2 separate regions of the Cricetulus griseus genome follow, and region 1 is linked to region 2. Evidence: chromatin contacts called from public Hi-C data. All regions are on one chromosome and are shown on one strand. The core of a region is the stretch at or near the end of the contact, and the rest is flanking DNA. Distances in the headings are between cores, read along the strand shown. Region 1 overlaps Actn1 (alpha-actinin-1). Region 2 overlaps Dcaf5 (DDB1- and CUL4-associated factor 5).

The links. Hi-C and Micro-C count contacts between places; a contact is called where the count stands out from the background.
Region 1: a contact with region 2 is called in a Hi-C map of fibroblasts, with 3 times the contacts expected there. The contact joins two enhancer-like sites. A contact is called at or near these places in 6 of 8 Hi-C or Micro-C datasets (the CHK-Q cell line, the CHO-K1 cell line, the CHO-S cell line and 2 more).

Annotation. Positions count from the first base shown.
Region 1 is chr5:123,433,336-123,436,035 of CriGri-PICRH-1.0, forward strand. The region is part of intron 3 of Actn1 (alpha-actinin-1); the gene reads left to right. Among named protein-coding and RNA genes, the nearest start is that of Actn1, 61 kb to the left of the region's middle. Within about 2 kb of position 1,411, at least 3 of the 6 cell types and tissues checked have open chromatin away from gene starts, as enhancers often do. A contact at or near this core is called in the CHO-K1 cell line and fibroblasts, where this site is marked.
Region 2 is chr5:123,265,075-123,267,774 of CriGri-PICRH-1.0, forward strand. All of the region lies in intron 6 of Dcaf5 (DDB1- and CUL4-associated factor 5), which reads left to right. Among named protein-coding and RNA genes, the nearest start is that of Mir1843, 15 kb to the left of the region's middle. Within about 2 kb of position 1,392, at least 2 of the 6 cell types and tissues checked have open chromatin away from gene starts, as enhancers often do. A contact at or near this core is called in the CHO-K1 cell line and fibroblasts, where this site is marked.

The sequences.
Region 1 (2,700 bases), core at 161-2,660, 170 kb after region 2:
GTCTGGTTGACAAAGGTTTTGGTAAACACTGAACACAAAACCATCTGTCTGCCCATCATCATCTGGTGCCTCTTTGGGTGTCAGCAGTGAAGTTCAGTAGTAGTTGCAAAAATCATGTGGCCAGCGAAGCCAAAACTATTCCTTGGCAGGTCCTGTATTGAGAGCATCAGCTGACCCTTGTCTTACCTATGCGGTTGGTGCTCAAGGTGGTGGCCACACCTCTGGATCCTGGCAACCCTGCAGCTTTGACCGTCTCAAGAGCAGAGGCTATGTTCTCTTAGACCTGTGGCCACAGCTTCTAGCTGCTGATGCTGGGTGTATGTTCAAAGCACATGTGTGTGGCAGGTACTCACTTTGTGGCTGGAAAAGCATTTTTCTGCCTCTTAATAAAAAGAAAAGAACATCTTGTTCTACTAGGGAAGGCTGAAGCCTGGCAGAGTTTTCTCAGGCAGGGGAAGCCAAGAAAAGTGCCACTCAATGGTCTGGCACCAGTTCAGGTCCCCACTAAGGTAAGGGAGGAGAGATTGTGGGAAATGGGCTTGGGTGAGGACTGTAGTGAATTGGAAAGAGCTTTTCCTTCAAAGAAGGCTGGGCTCACATAGATCCGATCAGCTGTTGCTGAGTGGGAATGCAGGGCCATTATGGCAGGTCTAGAAAAAGAGAAGTCAGCAAAAGCAGAATTTAAGAAAGGAAAATTTGGCAAAGGCTAAGCAAAAAGGAAGGGAGAGAGGTGGCAGATGCTTGAGTATGTCTTGAGCTAGCCTGACCCTGACTCAACAGGAAGCATCCCAGGGTTACCTCCTCAGGATAGGCTGGTGACACAGGTTTGACAGGCTGTCTTTTAGGGTGAGGGGTGCCAGGTTCAGAAAAATTGCCAGAGGTAGATTGCAGGTTGCTTTGAAACAGAGGGCACCTGTTCAGGCTCCATGGCTGAGGTCTAACCCTCATCTGTCCTGACGGGCTCCACTGTGTCCCCTGGGGTCCAGGACTGAGAATAATTAATGGGGCTGAGGCAGTGAGGGGCTCCTTAGCTGAGCGCACCCCACTGTCCCTGTCCCTCCTGACCCGAGCACACCCCACAGTCTCTCCTGATCTTAACACTCCATTGCCCCTCCTTTTCTCTGGTGTTAGTTTTGCCTCTTCGATGTGACTTAGAATTCACCGAGTTCTGAGGAAGGGGGAGAGGACCCCAAAAACAATTGTCCCACTCGTGCTTGAAAGGTCCCGGGGGGAGGGAGGGTGCGTCATGGAGTCAGGCAGAGGGGAGGAACACCCCCGTTCCAGGAAAGCTGAACTTGAGTGTCACCGCTTTTATAAACTAAAAAAAAAATTTCCCCTCAGAGTCAGAATGCTGCCCATAAAATTTCATTGTAAGGATTTCTTTCCCCTGAGTCATTAAAGCCTCAGGAATGCAGTGTGGATGGGTCTGTTAATATCTGCTTGAGCAAGGTTGAGCTGTTACCTGGGCCTGCCTTGGGAGTGGCTAAGCACTGATAGTTTCTCCAGGGCTAATGACAGGCCTGTGTGCCTCTGCCCGCCTCTTACACTATTATCAACCTCTCCCTCTCTCCCTCCCTCCTTCCCTTTCTCCTTCCCTCCCTCCCTTCCTCCTTCTTTTCCTTCCTCCTTCCCTCTCTCCCTCCCTCATTCATTCACTCACTCACTCACTCACTCACTCACTCACTCACTCATGGAGGCCTTACTCAGTGCTAGGCCTGTACTGGGCTCTGAGCAGTGATGCAAGACTGTAAAGTCTGATCCTTGTCCATCCAGAAGACAACCAGAAGTACCTATGATATCATGTAGAGAGTAGTGAAGCATCAGTGGGTGGTCAAGGAAGGCTACAGTGAGATGGCCTGCGGGGAGGGGAGGGACAAGCCCAGTGGATATCCCGGGAGAGGGAACAATGAGGATGCCAGAAAGGGTGCAAGGAAGGGCCCAGGAGGCTCAACCAGCCTGAGAGGGCCTTGTGGGCCCCTGGACTCTGGGTGGGGTGGAAAGCCATGGCTTTGAGCAGAAGGGCGGTGGGGCTCTGGGGACTTAAGTCACTCTTTGTCCTTTGAACATAGCTTCCATGATAAATAACTGAACTACAGGGTATTTAGACAGAAACCTTACTCTGCACTGCAGGTCTGGCTGGGGACAGAGATAGGATTTCATTGCCAGAATTGAACAGCTTTGAGATGCTTGCTCCCCATAGCCAGCTTCTTCAGACAGGTTTTTTTTTTTTTTTCTTCCCTTTTTAAAGCCAGTTTATGCTTCTGGTTGCAGTGTAATAATAATGTGTGTGTTTAAATTTGTTTTTAAAGTTTATTAATTTAACATCTGGGAAAATGATACCTAATTTCCTGTTTTGTATTTGTCCATGTCTCTCGCCGGTTTACCTGTGAGAGCTGGGAGTCTGTGCCTATCAATTTGAACTTTTTCAGCGTTAGGGTTGTTAGGATACTGGAGATTATAGATGAAAATACATCTTTAAAAAGATAATCCATTATGAGGTGGGGCTTGTAACCACACACACCTGTAACCCCAGCCAGCATTTGGGAGGTGGATGCAGGAGGATCCACCCGGTCAGCCTGAGTACATGACTCTCACCCATCCCAGCTTTCTCATCCTGATTTTAATGCCTCCCCCGCAGCATTTTCTGCAAACTTCTGGATGAACGTGCTGATCAGGTGCTATCTTTGACTCTCAGCAAGA
Region 2 (2,700 bases), core at 142-2,641:
TCCCTTTTTTCCTTTGTGTTTTTGTTGATCTTTTTCTATCATCTTTTAACCTGTTATACATGGGATTATTTTCTCATGACTAATATGAATATATAATAAATGTAATAATTTCTTCTCTTACTGCCAAGAAAGTAGGCTGCAGGAAAGATGAAATAGGTAAAGAAAGTAGATACTATGTTTTCTTCAGACTATATTAGCATCCAAAGCATATGGTATCTTTAAAACACTCAGATCAAAGGCCTCTGCCGACAGGTAGACCCTGGTCTCTCAATCTTAGCACTTAGTATTTTGGCCTGATGAGTCTCTTCTGTGATAGGTTGGTTGTTCTGTGTGTTGTGAGATGGGTAACAGCAGGGGGCCTCTCCTCACTAGATGCCAATAATGTCATCCTCATTTGTCCTCCTGAAAGACAAAAAAAAAAGTCAAACATGGCCAAACGCCCCTTAAAAGAGGAATGTGTTCCCTGGTTGAGAAACTAATCTAGAGATTGTAAATACCCAGCATGCCCAGAGGCACTTGGGTAGGTATTGTCAGAAGCAGAGCCATGTAAAGTGGGTTTTGCCTTGTAGATTAATATATAATGATAAAAAAACATTGAGCGAGGGCAGTGGTGGCACACGCCTTTTTAGTCCCAGCACTCAGGAGGCAGAGGCAGGGGGATCTCTGTGAGTTCAAGACCAGCCTGGTCTACATGAGCTAGTTCCAGGACAGCCTCCAAAGCCACAGAGAAACTCTGTCTCGAAAAAACAAAAACAAAAAACAAAACAAAAAACCCAAAAAACAAAAAACATTGAGTATCTTTTGATTTTCTTTGTTCAGATTTGACTAAGTTATTTTTATGGCTTTTATCCTAGTGAGAGTTTATAGACATTATAGTTTCTTTGATAAACTACATTGCTTTTGGGTTACAGTAAATTTTTTTTTTTTTTTTTTGGATGAAGAGGATGTGAAAGTTATTAACTCTGGCCTTGAATCAGTCTTCAGTCTACTTGTATCCCCCTTATAGATATCAGAGACATCTAACCCTGTGGGTTAGGAAATAGATTTATGTCTGACATTTTTGTTTATTCCTTAGGGACTAAGAGCATAGCTAACCCATCATTGTCTTTTCTCCAAGTCCCAGGATGTAGTAAAAGCACAATAAATACTTGCTGAAGTCACTCGTTGAGTACTTTGATCAATGTGTGGTATTTAGCTTTCTGGACAGAAAGCTTCTACAGCTGTAAATCAGGATTGATAATCATTTCTTCTGTTCAACTTTGAGAGGCCTTGATTAGGATGAATTAAGTAATGGATTTATGATGAAACTAGTCCTCTAAGCTCATAGTTTTAAGTGTACAAACAGTTTTAAGTGCCAGACAGATTTACTGTCCTAGTCGTGGAACATGTCTCTCAAAAGTGATTCATAGACTCTGACTTCCTCCACAGTCAAGGCTTACTCAGCCAGTTAACTGTGATCTCTACAACTGGGAGTATTTTACTAGTCCAGACAGGATCTTCTTGCTGCTTTTAAGTTGTTTGGGATAGGGTCTCAATATATTTGCCTAGTCTGGCCTCAAACTTGCAATCATAATGTCTCAGCCTTCTAAGTGGGTAGGATTACAGGCATTTGCTACTACTTCCATGTTTATATTGTCATCATTCCTATGTCTATACTCTGAAAACTCCCGTACCCTGGGGCTCTGTGCTGTGCACTCTTTATTTAGTCATAGGCAGGGTAATCATCCTAGAGAGGAATTTGAGAATTTCCATAATAGGAATGAATGAACATGGATGATCCTATCTATCTGAGACAGCCTTCTAGCTTTTAATTACAAGGAAATTAGTCAGGCCCATGAATGGATTCAGATATTGTGTCGGAGGGCCTGAACTTATTTTATTTTTTTTTTACTATCTTACATTTAGTAGGTAGTTTATTTGCCTCAAAATAAAATTAATATTTTGAGAAATAAGACCAAGGAATAAAGTATGAAATATTGCTGATACCACTTTGTGTCTTATAAGTTCTAATCACAGAGCTTTCAGAGATCATTTTGAACCAATTCTTACTTTTGAGAAAGCTGAGGTTCAGAAAGGTAAGGAGCCCAAATTGCACATGTGTGCTTACAACTGATACATATGTGTTTACAGCAAGGACTAGAACTCAGACTCTTAGGAACATGACAGACTACAAAAATGAGTGAATTTGTCTGGAGTACACAATAAGTGGAAACTCTGGGCAACTGGAAAGCCTGTATTCTGTTAAAGTGGGGTAGCTTCCACTCAGTTTCAGTCCATCACCACCATGACAGCCTCTGTGTCGTCAAGTAGATGATTTTTTTCTTTAAACAAAGGTAGATTTTCTTGTGAAATCTTTTTTTTTAATTACTGTAGCAAGTTGATACCTCACTGTAATAATAGAGCAAATCTGTGTGTTATCTGTACTCTGATATGGGCCATCATGAGATCTCTGTGCCTTACTCCACAGGGTATTTTATCTCATGTTTGCTTTCATGGTCTGTCTGATTAATAGGTGAATGAAAACAATATTTCCTAGCTTTGTGTCTTTTAAAAGTAATAAAGCAGATGTTTGCTGAACATTTATTATGCTCCAGATGTTATGGTGGCCCAGTTCACATGATCTTGCATGGTTTGATTTTCAGTCAAAGCTCTCTCTATAGTTTTCTATCCCTGCTTTAGGCTGGCTACTAATGCATGGTT